Regions from separate parts of the Pan troglodytes genome. Here region 1 is linked to region 2. The links are chromatin contacts, called in public Hi-C maps. All regions are on one chromosome and are shown on one strand. Each heading gives the region's core, a stretch centred on a gene start, on an enhancer-like site or on the middle of the called end of the contact. The rest is flanking DNA. Distances are from core to core; before and after follow the strand shown. Region 1 overlaps AK5 (adenylate kinase 5). Region 2 holds the start of ZZZ3 (zinc finger ZZ-type containing 3).

Evidence for each region. A called contact is a pair of places that touch in the nucleus more often than the background predicts.
Region 1: a Hi-C map of stem cell-derived neural progenitor cells shows a contact between it and region 2, with 4 times the contacts expected there. The contact joins the enhancer-like site here to the promoter of ZZZ3 in region 2. A contact is called at or near these places in 1 of 7 Hi-C or Micro-C datasets (stem cell-derived neural progenitor cells) and 1 of 1 datasets of contacts at active chromatin or transcription factors (stem cell-derived excitatory neurons).

What each region holds. Positions count from the first base shown.
Region 1 is chr1:153,472,455-153,479,988 of NHGRI_mPanTro3-v2.0_pri, forward strand. The region is part of intron 13 of AK5 (adenylate kinase 5); the gene reads right to left. Among named protein-coding and RNA genes, the nearest start is that of ZZZ3, 140 kb to the left of the region's middle. Within about 2 kb of position 4,722, at least 9 of the 24 cell types and tissues checked have an H3K27ac peak or open chromatin away from gene starts, as enhancers often do. A contact at or near this core is called in stem cell-derived neural progenitor cells, where this site is marked.
Region 2 is chr1:153,330,567-153,337,676 of NHGRI_mPanTro3-v2.0_pri, forward strand. It overlaps ZZZ3 (zinc finger ZZ-type containing 3), which reads left to right and starts at 2,856. Exons shown (of 14, transcript XM_009423715.5): 1 at 2,856-3,133.

The DNA.
Region 1 (7,534 bases), core at 3,472-5,971, 140 kb after region 2:
TGAAAAAATTTTACAAGCTTATAAAGTAAAAAGGTTATAGTAAGCCAAAGTTATTATTGAAGAAAGAAAAATATTTTACAAATGTAGCATAGCCTAACTGTACAGTGTTTATAAAGCCTACAGTAGTATACAGTAACATCCTAGGCCTTCACATTCACTCAGTGACTCATCCAGAGCACCTTCCAGTCCTGAAAGCTGGATTCATGGTAAACACTCTATACAGCAAGTTTACCACTGAAATTTTTTATTCTGTATTTTTACTGTATCTTTGCCATATTTTGATATGTTTAGATACACAAATGGTTACCATTGTCTTACAATTCCCACAGTATTCAATACAGTGACAGGCTGTCGTGTGTAGTAGGCTATACCATCTAGGTTTGTGTTAGTACACTCTCTGATGTTTGCACAATGACAAAATTGCCTAATGATGCATTTCTCAGATCGTATCCTTACTGTTAAATGATGCATGACTGTGTGTGTGTGTGTGTGTGTGTGTATGTACTCTCACATACACACATAAATATATACAGTCTACTCTCTGTATCCAAAGTTCTGCACCTGCAGATTCAACTAACCAGAGATGGAAAATATTCCCTCCATTGTCCCTGCTCTTACCTCGCATGGAATCTGGCCAGCATCCCAATACAGCTTCCCAGCTTCCTACTAAAATACTCCTAAAGACCCCCATAAATGAGAATAGTCACAAGAATTCTGAAAACTTGGACTGCTCCCTATCGCCAGTGGTTCATGTCTATGGTCCCAGCTACTTGAGAGGCTGAAGTGGGAGTATTACTTGGGCCCAGGGAAGTTGAGGCTGCAATGAGCCGTAATTGCACCACTGCAAACCCAACTAGGCAACACAGAGAGACCCTGTCTCAAAACAAACAATAAAAAAAAAAACAGAGCAATGTTTACTGACTTTTGGTAGAAAAATAATTATTATGACTTAAATTATCTCCAGTGAAACTGTCATTTGTGTGTGAAGCCACTATAATGGCATTCTCAGATATTCACTGAGAAATTGAACTAAAAATTAGTTGAGTTACTTTAGCCAACTGAAAGAAGAATCAAAATTAAGAATTTAGTACAGAGAATTCAAGGTATAAAAGTAATTTTGGGTTTTCCTTTACTTGTGTTAGACTCCAAACTTGGGGATCCAGTCAGTTATGAATTACCCAGTAGATTTTGCAACCAAGCGGTGAAATGTGACCTTATGGTACCTTCTGCTTCCACTTTCCTCAGTAATACCAGAAACTGCAGAAACTTCTCACTCTTCTTGCCTCAATTCATAGGGCTTCTCCTGACAGCATGGTGACCTGAACAATGAGGACCATTGCATTTCAGGACCTAATGGAAACGGTCAAACTATTTACAAAGTTGAGACATTGCAGCAGCAGAATCGCTGAGGAAAAAAGCTTATTATCTCCTCTACAAAAGCAGAGTTGCCAAGGAACTTGATTTTCTGTGTCTGCAAAACTCATGTTTAATGAGTCACTGGGCTCTCTTTTTATTTTTTTAATCAGTTAAGAGTAGCAAATAACGCAGGGACAGAAATAATCTGTTACCAGGCCCTCTTCATCTATGGCCTGGGGTGTTTCTGGGCTAATTATGCCATGAACAAAATGTACATAAAAAACGGAAAAAAAAAACCCAAAATGTACAGAAATATATCATAATGTTCATTGGTGATTATCTTTGGGTGGAATAATTCTCAATAATTTTAATGTTTACCTTTGTAGTCTTAAATTTTCTAGTTTGTTTCTTTTTTAAACAATGTGTAGTTGTTACTTATACTTAGGAAAAAAAGAGGCTTTAAATATCATTTGATACAATTCTGCCTATGCCACTTGAGATAGCTATTTCTGTGGTTTCTCTCAGCTCACAACGAGCCCTTCTCTCTGGGTATTCCTTGTCCTCCATCTGCTTCACAGGGAAGAGTCCCAGGTAACCATGTTTATATCAGTCAGGTCCTAATTCAAATGCTACCTCCTCAGACTTTCCAAACAGCTGCCCACGGTGCTCACTCCCAACAATGCATTCTGTTTTGTTTTATCCACAGAACTTGTTAGCGGTTGCTTTATTTTCTTGTATACTGTTTTGCTCTTTTTTTTTGAGACCGAGCCTCGTTTTGTCATCCAGGCCAGAGTGCAGTGGCGTGATCTTGGCTTACTGCAACCTCCGCCTCCCGGGTTCAAGTAATTCTCGTGCCTCAGCCTCCCCAGTAGCTGGGACTACATATGCGCACCACCACGTCTAGCGAATTTTTATATTTTTAGTAGAGACATTTGCCATGTTGGCCAGGCTGGTCTCGAACTGCTGACCTTGTGATCTGCCTGCTTTGGCCTCCCAAAGGGCTGGGATTACAGGTGTGAGCCACCGTGCCTGGCCTGTTTTTCTCTTTTCAGTGAGGGGCTTTGTCACGTTGACTGCTGTGTCCCCAGCACCAAGTGTCGTGTCCCACACATACCATATGCACTCAATAAAGTACAGAAAAAAACAAAAAAGCTCCCTGTGACCCCAGCTGCCTGTCCATAGCTAAGAGGGCCAAGGAGACCCTGAGCAAAGCAAGGCCAACCACCTCATTTCTCTCAGGAATCTGGAGCTGGGAATCAGAGTGCCGTGGTAATGTGCAAATGCGAAAGCTGTCAGGTGGGCATATTCTGGCTTGTAAGCCAGAGAAAGAAAAAAAACCCAGCTTAGAGAGAAGGAAACAGTGTTTGTGAAGCAGTGGGGAGCACTGTGAGCCTTTTAGGCCTGATCCCACACGCCTTCTAGGGCCTGCTGTGCCTCAGCCTTGAGTCTTCTAACCTTATAATGAAGTTTTGTGTTTCAGGTTAGGCCAGCGGGAGTTGGCACCTGCTACCTACAACCAGAGTCTGGCTCAGTATTACCTACAATCACAATCATGTTTTTAAAATTCACAGCAAAAAGATGTGGTGAAAACGCTCCACAGTGTTTGCCTCTGAGTGGTGGGACTACCTAGTTTTCTATATTTTCTTTGTTTCTTTTTTCTTTTTTTGGAAACAGGATCTCGCCCGTTGAGTGCAGTGGCACTATCTTGGTTCACTGCAGCCTCAACCTCCTGGGCTCAAATAATCCTCCCACCTTAGTCCCCTGAGTGGCTGTGACCACAGATGTGTTCCACCACGCCTGGCTAACTTTTGTATTTTTTGTAGAGATGGGTTTTGCCATGTTGCCCAAGATAGTCAAGAACTCCTAGGCTCCTGGCTGGGCGTGGTAGCTCACGCCTGTAATCCCAGCACCTTGGGAGGCCAAGGCAGGCAGATCACAAGGTCAGGAGTTCGAGACCAGCCTGGCCAACATAAGAGAAACCCCGTCTCTAATAAAAATACAAAAAATTAGCTGGGTGTGGTGGTGGGTGCCTGTAATCCCAGCTACTCATGAGGCTGAGGCAGGAGAATGGCTTGAACCCAGGAGGTGGAGGTTGCAGTGAGCCAAGATCGCACCATTGTATTCCAGCCTGGGCGACAGAGCGAGACTCCATCTCAAAAAAAAAAAAAAGAAACAAACAAAAAAAAACTCCTAAGCTCCAGTGACCCACACTCTCCTTGGCTTCCCAAACTGCTGTGATTATAGACATGTGCCACCACACCTGACCAGTTTTCTATATTTTATAAAGCAAGTATGTGTTACTTTTATAATAATAGACTTGGTCAATTCTAGTAGATCGTGTTCTATCCACTTTAGGAAGAAGAACTGAGAGGTGAAGCAGTAAAATGACTCACCGAAGTTGATGAAAGTGTGCCTGGGGCTTTCTGATGCACAGGCCCATATTCCCCCCGCCATCCCCCAGGGAGTCTTTGGCTGGTAGCTGTGCTTTTCATCCCCAAATGCTACATTTCTGTTACTTATGCCATAATAAATTATCTCACTAAGGTGAAAGAAAACTTCTTCTTGTAGGCTAATTCTAGTCAGTTGGGGGTGATGGTCCATACTGCTGTGTTGAGCAAGTTTCTGAGGCAGCATTCAGACTTGGTAGGAAGTCCCACGACTGGTGAATGCTGCCTGGCCCAAGTGTAGGGAGGTGGGGGATGAAATGGAGGAAAGTTCTGTTCTAATTCTTTCTCAGATGCAGGGCAAACCTCTGCTTTATGAGAGGGAGGAAAACAGGCAGAAAGGGATACACCTGTATCACATATACTTCCATCTCTGGTGTGCACGTTACAAGAAGTTCTAACTTTATTGTACAAGGATGGCATTATGATGACATAAAGAATAAGGGAGTGGCTGTATAAATTCTGCTTTGCTTTAAAAATTATCTTTGTTTGAAATTTTGCTGCACTTTCCTTAGCTAGCTGGTGGCCAAAGGGCTGACTGTCATGGAGTGGGGGATGGAGGGCGTCAGCTGATGGGTTCAATGTCAGCATTGCTGGGTAGAGGCCTGAGGGCGGTGCTTGTGGCCTATTTGTGGGCTGCATGGGTTGGCCCCCACTGTGGCTTTAATTCCTAAATAAATCTCACAGAACTGCTGATTCATCTCACTTGCTTTCTTGAAGTGCATTCACCAGCCCCACCTAGTTTTAAGAAAGCTCCTTAAGTGACCCAGAGGTCCTCTTGGGTGAGCAGCCCTGTCTTGGGTCCAGTAAAACAACAGGGAGGAGGGGCAAACAATCCAAACAGCATCACAGGAACAGGCCACAAGCTGTTACTTAGAAACCAAGGGAGATTAAGCTGATGCAGGAGGACTGGGCAAAAACCCAGAGGCCAGACAACAGAGTGGGCCAGCGGCTTTCTCCCTCTCCAGCGGCAAACAATCCTGTCCCCTCCCCTGCTTCTCCTGCAGTCCCCGCTCTTGTCACCCTAGCTACTGGCAAACCCCACAGGTACCTGCAGACAAATCTCAGCTTCCTGGGCCCAGCACACACTGTTTCTGTGCTAGATGTGTAGGGGGGACTGTTCATCTTTGCAGCTGTGTGGGTAGGGGATGGCCCTGGGCAGGGGCAGTGGGATGAAGCAGCCTCCCTGAGGCTCTCTGGGAGTCCTGAAGGCTGAAGCTCACGCTGCTCTGCAGTCCGGGCTGGAGAGGTTTTACATATTTGTGCAGTGGATCATAATGTTACCTCACCATGCACCCAGCAGCCAGCATCTCCAAAATGCAGGGGAAGTTGAAGAGATGAGCCAGGGGACTGCAAACCTCTTTTCCACCATTAAATAAAATTTGTAGGAGGCCATTGGTTTGGACTAGGCTCCCGTTCTGGGCCCAACAGACCGAACCAACGTGGAGTCATCCGTGCTAAATGAAACAAACAACTTGGATGTACACACTGTAACAGATGGCTGAGTTTTGGTAGTTCCAGCAGCTGAGCTTAAGTCAATAGTAGGTAGCCAGCTGATTCACATAAGGCTGTAACTAATTAACCTCAGTTCCTCACTTCTGTTTTCTAAACATAAATATTGCTTGACCATGTGGCTTATTCTTCAAACATTTTTCTGGTCCTGAGGTCTGCCCAATTCTAGAATCATGAATAAAAGCCAATGAAGATCTCTAAATGTGTTGTAATCTGGTCTTTTGGACACCACTAACTTAGAAAGCTCTAAGGAAGATTCCAGAAATCAGATTTGTCTGAGAACTCAATCCTGTACTCACGAGCAGTCATTTGTGAGTTTGTAGAATTCAGGTTGGAATAATACAACAGAGAGCTAAGAGGGATTTTCCAACTCTAAAAGTGGTTAAATCCTGAATTACTTAGGAATTTTCCCACCTTTACAAATCTTAAAAGTGGAAGAAATACCTTTCTTTCTTTTTTTTTTTTTTGTTTTTTTTTTTTGATTTTTTGAGACAGGGACTCTCTCTGTCACCCAGGCTGGAATGCAGTGGCGCGATTTCAGCTCACTGCAACCTCTGTCTCCTGGGTTCAAGCAATTCTTCTGCCTTAGCATCCTGAGTAGCTGGGATTACAGGCACGCGCCACCACACCAGGATTTTTTTTTTTTTTTTTTTTTGAGATGGAATCTCCCTGTGTCACCCAGGCTGGAGTGCAGTGGCGCGATCTCGGCTCACTGCAACCTCCGCCTCCTGGATTCAAGTGATTCTCCTGCCTCAGCCTCCCGAGTAGCTGGGATTACAGGCGTGCACCACCATGCCCGGCTAATTTTTGTATTTTTAGTAAAGATGGGGTTTCACCGTATTGGCCAAACTAGTCTTGAACTACTGGCCTCAGTAGATCAGCCTGCCTTGGCCTCTCAAACTGCTGGGATTACAGGCATGAGCCACCGTGCCCAGATGGAAGAAATCTTTCTACCTGGATAACTTCTGTGTATGTTCCAGGCTGCTCAAAAGGTGGAAATCACTAGACAATCTAATTTTGGAAAGGCCTTTGCAGCCCTGAATTCTTAAGACATTGCTCTTATATAACAAAAACACTTTTGCTTGTTTTATGTTTTTTGTTGTTGTTGTTGTTGTTGTTTTTTTTTTGAGAGACAGTCTTGCTCTGTTGCCCAGGCTGGAGTGCAGTGGTGCGATCATGGCAAACTGCAGCCTTGACCTCCCAGGCTCAAGTGATCCTCCCATTTCAGTCTCCCAAGTAGCTGGGACCGCAGGCATATACCACCAAGTACAGTTAATTTTTGCATTTTTTGGAGAGACAGGGTCTCGAAATGTTGCATAGGCTGGTCTTCAAACTCCTGGACTCAAGTAATCCTCCTGTCTTGGCTTCCCAAAGAACTGGGATAACGGGTGTGAGCCATTGCACTTGGCCCTGTTATTAAAGATCGAAGTCTTTATTTTAAAAATGTGGCAGCCAGAGGTTATACAAAGCACAACAAATAAGTCTCATGTTGCACATCAAGTCCTATTAATTGGCAGTAGCTGCCCGGAGTGCTGTGTTGACAAACATTCTCAGGCCACACCTGCTTACTGAGAAACAGTGCTGGGATCAACTAGCAATGGCCATGGATGCGGAAGTAGGGGATGATGTCTCTCATGCCACATATTTGACACTCAGTTAAATGCAGAGGCATCTTTCAGACTTCTATACCCAGTGTTTCTTAGGATTCTGGAAAGCGGACCATTAACAGAGTTAGAAGATAAGAATTCATTATCAATGGTTTTCCCCCCAAGGAATCAGTAACGTAGCTTCCTCAGAGACAGGTTTGTTATTTATTGATGATGTCTCTTATCCTGTGAACAGCAAGAGATCCCACTCTCCCTTCTCCGGTTCGAGTCCTCAGGATTTTGTTCCTGGACAAAAGCTCACTCTGTCATCCTTATGGATTTGTTCCTGGATACTGTTCTAGTCTCTCAGTGGTCTCCTAGCCTTACCTTCTTGCATCCATTCCGCATAAGGATGATGAATTGAGCTTTCTAGATTGAAATCCTGATTATTCCTGCCCCTTTGGTAGTTCCCATCACTCACAGGACAATTATTTGCTCCTACATATGATCCATCTTGATCTAGTCCTTGCTTGCCTCTCCATCTCCATCTCTTATCCCTCTTTGCCTTGGCACTTTATGTCACAGTCTCGTGGAGTTACTTGGTTTTCCTGACCTTCTCCACTTGGGGCTTCTCTG
Region 2 (7,110 bases), core at 1,606-4,105:
TAGGTCAAAATAACAAAGGGGGCCAGGCGTGGTGGCTCATGCCTGTAATCCCAGTACCTTGGGAGGCTGAGGTGGGTGGAAGCTTGGGGCCAGGAGTTTTGAGACCAGCCTGGGCAACATGGCAAAACCTCATCTCTATAAAAAATACAAAAATTAACTGGGCACAGTGGTGCGTATCTCAAGCTACAAGGGACACAGGAGGCTGCAGTGAGCCTAGACTGTGCCAGTGCACACCAGCTTGGGCGACAGAGCGAGATCCTGTCTCCAAAAGAAAAAAAAAAAAATAACAAAGGCCATGTAGGAATATATATGTCATAATTAGGGAGTGGTATTTGCCAGCAAGGTTGGCAGTGGTTCCCTTTTCCAGGAGCAATGAAGCTTCTCTTTCCTACTCTTAATTGAGGATCTCAGGGGCTCCCATCCCTTTCCACTTGGCTAAGAGTTATTCTCAGGCCTAGAGTTTTTTCTTGGCTACCCTCTTTACCATCCATGAACTGCTTTCTCCTTATCCTGTAGGGATTACCCCGAAGACCCTACAGTCCAGCCATTTGGGGTTACTTGTAGTTTTCTCCCATTCACATACTCATTCATGCAGTTCCCTCAGCCAAGAATTATTTTTTTCTTCTTAGCAAAGTCATCCTGTAACTTAAATGTCAATCCTTGTAAGAAGCCCTTCCCAGAAGCCCTCCTCCCCTCCCACAGTACTTTATGTATCTACGTAGAAACTTCTGCAGTTCAAACGGGCAAGTTACTTGCTTTATCAATAGAAAAATACAAATAATATTACAGGCTGGGTTCCCAGGAAGCACACTCTTACATGACTAGTGTGCAGGAGATTTATTAGGGAATGCTCTTGGGATCATCACTTGTGGGAGGGAAGAAAAGCTGAACTGGGCAGAAGTTGGACTTTAGTGAAGTCTCAATGGAATGCCTTAGCTGATCCTGCAAGTTGTTCTGCAGGAGGAGAAAATCCATCAGAATTGTACCAAATGGAGGTGAGAGGGCTGAGCCTTTTATCCCTGCATTGATCAGTCACTGGATGTGGCCTCTCTGAGAACATTATGACTCTGTGACACTGGCGTGCCTGAAAGGGGCTGACAACCGATGGCTGGCTGTGGGTATGACTCTTGGCAGCAGCAGCTCAGTTCTTTATTCCTGAAGTGGGGTCTGAAAAGTACATCTCAAGGCCTACCACAAATAGTATATATCTCATAGGATTGTCAGAAGCCTAAAATAGGGTAACACAGAAAAGTACACAGCATTTGGCCTGGCACATAGGGATCAAAAGCATGCTAAGTATGGTTATTATAATAGAATTTGGCTCTATAAGTAGAAAGAGCAAGGTAGGGAAACGTGTTTATTTTTGTATCTCTAGTCTTAGTATAGGGCACTAAGTATGTTTTATCTTTCCTTTTTTATTTTTGAGACAGTCTTGCTCTGTCGCCCAGGCTGGAGTGCAGTGGCACGATCTCGGCTCACTGCAACCTCCACCTCCCGGGTTCAAGCAATTCTCCTGCCTCAGCCTCCCAAGTAGCTGGGATTACATGGGATAACAGGCGTGTGCCACCACACCTGGCTAATTTTTCTATTTTTAGTAGAGACGAAGTTTCGCCATGTTGGCCAGACTGGTCTTTAACTCCTGACACCTCAGGTGATCTGCCTGTCAAGGCCTCCCAAAGTGGTGGGATTACAGGCTTGAGACACCGCGCCCGGCCTCCCCCACCCCCGTTTTTTTTGACATACTGCCACCCAGAAACACTAGTATGTTCAATAAATACTTGATGTGTTAAAAACATGTAACCCTTTTTCTTGAAGTAGATGTTACTTTGAGTTGAACTCAAAGCTAAAATACAAAACACCGTTTAAAACATTTAATAACTTTTATTAGCAACATAAAAGAAGGCACAACACGTATCCACTTACCCGAAAAAAAATAGTGTTGCAAAGGAAAACAAAAGTAATGAAACAGCACTGGACAATTGTCAAAGAAGAGCCCCAGTTAATGGCTTCTACCACTGGATTTTATATTTTTGGAACATAATCTTTATAGCCACGGAAGGAGGTTTAGCTGTTTTTCCACAGCTCATAAATGATGAAGTTATTTATCTTCATTAATGTGTGTTGGGCTTTATTTTCCTACATGCTCAATATAGTTGGTAGATCTGTTTTGATATTACTGAGCACTGCTTTGTGCCAGACACAATTCTGGGGATACAGCAATGAGCAAAACAGTTTACTAAGTCCCTGCTTTTAAAAATTTTACATTCCTGGTGGTGAGGATACTGACAAATAAATAAGGTCTGGAAGTTGTAACTGTTATGAAGAAATAAAAGCAGGTGAAGAGTTAAAGCAATGGTGCAGGTGTACTTTTTTTGGATACAGTGGTCTGGGCAGCCCTCTGAGAAGGGACCTGAAATATGCATCGAACATCGAGGAGTTAAAAAAAATCTGGAGGAAATGTTCTGCCAGAGAAATCGGCAAGCGCAAAGGCCCGAAGTGGTTCGAGCCTGCGTGCTGTGGTACCAGCCAGAAAGCCAGAGGTGAACGAGGCGAGGCAGAAGAATGATCATAAATACATGTATGGATGTTCTCCTGGCTTGAGACCACAGTGCTAAGGGAGGTGGGGTTTACAAATCTCTCAGGAGGCCACAAAGGGCAGGATGAAGCCGATTTCCAATGGCGGAGCTACGAGGACGCCTTTCCTCTGCTAGGGCCAGGTTGGACGGTTGCAAGGGATGGACTGCAACCCGCCCTCGGAAGACCAAACTTCGCCCAGGGGCAGGGACTGGCCGGGGAGGGCCTCGGCGGCGCCCGACCCGCGGGCGCTGCACGGGCCGCGGTTACCAGCAGGCGGTGTAGTGAGCGCGCCTGCAGCAGCAGCAACAGCAGCAGCAGCGGTCGCCGCCGCCGCCCGCCAGTCCCAACGAGGAGAAAGGAGGGGACCGGAAGGAGCCGCTGGTGCTGCGGGAAGTGGCAGGAGCGGGAGGCGGGGACCCACCTGGAAGCGCCGCGGCGCCGCTATCGAGCTTCCTGCAGCGGTGGCCACCCGAGCAAGTGCCGTGGCGGGGGCGGAGAGCGGCCACGGCGGCGGCGCCTCCCCAAGTGGCCCGTTGCGTCCGACCCCGCGTGAAAGGTGAGCAAGAGCTCGGGACACGTGGTGAGGGCCAGACACGGGGGAGGGAGAATGAAGGGGGAGGGAATGGGGGTGGCAAACGATCGGCTTGGGACCCGGATTTAGAGCCAAGTACCGGGCGGGGGTGGGCTGGAGGCGACGACTGCGACGGCTGCGACGGCGAAGCCCCCACGTGGGGCGGGGGTGCGCGCGCACGTGTGCGCGGGCGAAAGGGGGGCGGGGAGGGCTTTTGGGAGGGCGTCGGGAGCGCGCTCGCTCAGTAGCGGCCCACGTGACGGGCACGCCGAAAATGTTTCCACGTGACAGGGAGGCTGCCTGGGGCAGCGCACTGCGCTCTGTTTATGTAGTATAACCGTGGTAATGGGAGGTTTTTAAGATTTCTGCTTTTCTGTACAAGGGGAAAGGAGGAGACGTATAAAGCGGAAAGACTTCCTACTGTCTCATTGTTTTAAATGTTCACTACTCCGTTAGTGAAGTGCTTTTTAAGTTCCGAAATACTGATTTTTTTCTGTACCGCCATGTTGGGTCTAGAGGAAGCTCGCGAGATGCGAGTGGGTTTGTATCGCGAGATCTCTCGATTCTCGCGGGACCTCGTTGGCAGAGCAGTTGTCCTGGATGGCGGAGCCTTGGGTTCCGGGGGCCTGGGACCTGCAACTCTTTCTACAAGGCAAGTCGTTAGGGAGGGGCCCGGGGCGAGTGCCTCTTGGTGCCGGGATACGTGCTGCATCAGCGTCCCATAGTCTTGAAGGGAATACAGTAACCCCATTGAGGCAACACTGCCCTCCCCATCCCCCTGCGGGCGCTCCACCACCTGCAAAAGCATATGCACCCCTCAGCCAGGTCCTTCTCCCCACGCAGTGATAGTTCCACCCTGTCCCACTCACTGGAAGTCCGGGAGCCGTGCTCGCGCAGACCTGATGATTCCATTGGATACCGTTCCTCTTACTTTAAGATGTTCCTGTCAGTTTTTCCCTTCTTGCCATTTTCTAAAGTATTCCAGACCGGTTAACTATTGTGTCGCGTTTTCTGCTGCAGTACCTGACTCCAGTCTCCTGAAACAGAACTCCTCCCATCTATTTTCTCTGGGTGTCATTTACTCATCACCCTGACTTCGTATTTTCAGTAACTTTTGGCAGTATTTGGAGGGCCCATTATGTCTCTGACAACACCTGTGGTCAGAATAAAATCCTGCTTTTCATCATTTTGTACGTGCCTATTAACTCAGTTATCGGTAGGGTTTTAATTACTACTGTGCTACTGAGGTTGCCATCTTTGAAGTTTAGGGATGGTTGTTTTAGGTTATTTATTTAAGGTAACAGACTGTTTCATGTGATTTTTTTTTTTTGAGACGGAGTCTCGCTCTTGTCGCCTAGGCTGGAGTGTAGTGGGGCGATCTCGGCTCATTGCAACCTCCGCCTCCCGGGTTCAAGCGATTCTCCTGCCTCAGCCTCTCGAGTAGCGAGTAGCTGGGATTACAGTCGCGCTTCACCACGCCCGGCTAATTTTTGTATTTTTAGTAGAGACGGGGTTTCACCATGTTGGCCAGGCTGGTCTCAAACTCCTGACCTCAAGTGATCCACCTGCCTCGGCCTCCCAAAGTGCTGGGATTTCAGCACTGTACAGGCGTGAGCCACCGCGCCCGGCCTCAGGTCAACTTTTTAGTAAAGAGCAAACTCATAAATTTTGGCATCAGAGTTTGAGCTTTATTTTTCTTAAATGAGTTTGAAATCAATTTAATATTTCTCTCCAATTCCCTAATGTCTCAGAAATGAATTTACAGTATACCTTTGTGTTTTCGTATTCTTAAGTAGTATTTGGATTTTATTTAGTAGTTGCAGTACTAAATAAGGAGTGGGGAGTTAATTACAAAACGAATCAGGTGACTAGTTAATTCATTCATAGTTTGTTTTTTAAAACTACAAAAGTGTTTTTTTTTTTTCCTATACATAATACAGAGAGGTATATAGTATAGAGTAACACAGTGCTTGTTTCACGGTACCACAAAGTTCCATTCCTCAGTCTTAAATCTCTGTAACCAGCCTTTGTGGTTGCTGTGTATCATTCCAGATATTTCCATATTTTGGTTTAGTTTTTGTTTGTTAAATGAAGGGGAGAAAGTGTTGTTTTAATGGGGTACCAACACAATATTGGCAATCAGTAAACATTTCTAACTAAATTAAATTTTTATTTAGTGATATATGCCTGTTTGTCAAGACTTACGTATGCATACTTACACAGATTTTTTTTTGTTTGTACTGATTTTTTTGGTAGTATAATCTTGTGAAAATATCACAAGTAACAGTGTTATTTTTGCAGTAAAGTTGATTTATTGTGCTTGGTAGCTTTGCACAGAAAGAAAGTACATGTAAAACAAGATTTAAATAAATTAATGTTTTATCACTTGAGTTTTATATTTTTATCTTTAATGTGTGTTATGTATTTAACTTTATATATTATATATTCTAAACTGTAACCTAACTATATAGGAGTTTTTCAGACGTTTTAAAAGTTTATCAGTGTGATTAAAATGATAGTTTGACCATGCAACTTAGTGATCTCAATTGGAGAGTGGTAGACATTAGTAGTTAGTACAAACAAAGGTATATATACTTGAAGTTGCTAAGCGGCTATCATTTTGTAAGTGTTGTTTTTGTAATTTCCCCCCGCCAAACCTACCAGTAATAATATTTATCAGACCAGTCACATAAGAGAATTGTCCACTCTTTGGGCAATGTGGTTTTTTGTTGTAACAGTGCAAGTAGAAATGTTGAGGAATAGAAGTGAGTGTTGAGAGGTATGATGTTGGAAAGAGGAAAAGGGGACATTGGGAGTGTAGAGGTTGATACTGAAATGGAATTGGACAAGTTGGGGAGAAAAGAGGAATGTAGAAGGTTGACAGTGAGGCAAGAGCCATGGTGCAAGAATAGTCAGGCTCATAATAGTTGGAGGACAGCCCGAGTCAGTATTTGAGGCAACTTTCTCCTCCTATTTTTTTTTAGATAGTTCTGGGTCTATTCACAGAATTGCTAGATATTTCCTGTCATAAAAGTCAGCAGCTTAAGGTTATACTTAATTGAAACCTTGTGAATTCTTTACTTTAGATAAAGCTATTCTGTTAAATAACATTTGTTAAGTACGTTTTATTATTATTTTTAGAAGTGGGAAATTGTGAAAATGACAATGAGTTTGAAGGTCACAGTTCTACAATGGCCTTTGCAAAGGTATCTACATAAGTTTAGCTTGGTAACTGGGCCTTTAATAGTCCACGTGCATCTGATCTATGAAATAATATATGTTCCTTGTTCTTAGAACTTTTGTTTTATAAACTTTTCAATAATGGGTCTTGGGAAATACCAGCCTTTTACAGACACGAAATTATTTGAGGTACTTGGTAGAAATATACTGAGAAAAATCCAAGGAAGAAGAAAAATGTATTTTTACATGGTTTGTGTTTGGTTGAGTAAAATTTAAATAACCAAGAAATTTAATTTTCACTTTTCTCAATTATTACGGTCATATAAATGATGAGAGCTAATGAACTTTAGTGATCAGAGGAAACTAGTAACAGTGATAATATAATAATACTGATTTATTCTCACTTGAATTTTTTCCTTAAGGTCTGACACCATGCCAATTTCCACAGACCTGTAACTTTAAGTTACCTTAAGCTGGGCCTGGTGGCTCACGCCTGTAATACCAGCACTTTGGGAGGCCGAGGTGGGAGGATTGCTTGAGACCAGCAACAACATAGTCAGACCACGTTTCTACCAAAAAAGAAAAAAAAATTAGCCTGGTAGTGCACGCCTGTAGTACCAGCTACTTGGGAGGCTGAGAAGGGAGGATTGCTTGAACCCAGAAGGTTGAGACTGCAGTGAGCTGTGATTGCACCATTGCACTCCAGCCTGGGCAACAGAGTGAGTGAGACCCTGTGTCAAAAATAAAATAAAAACACCTAAATTTCATATGAAAATTCAGTT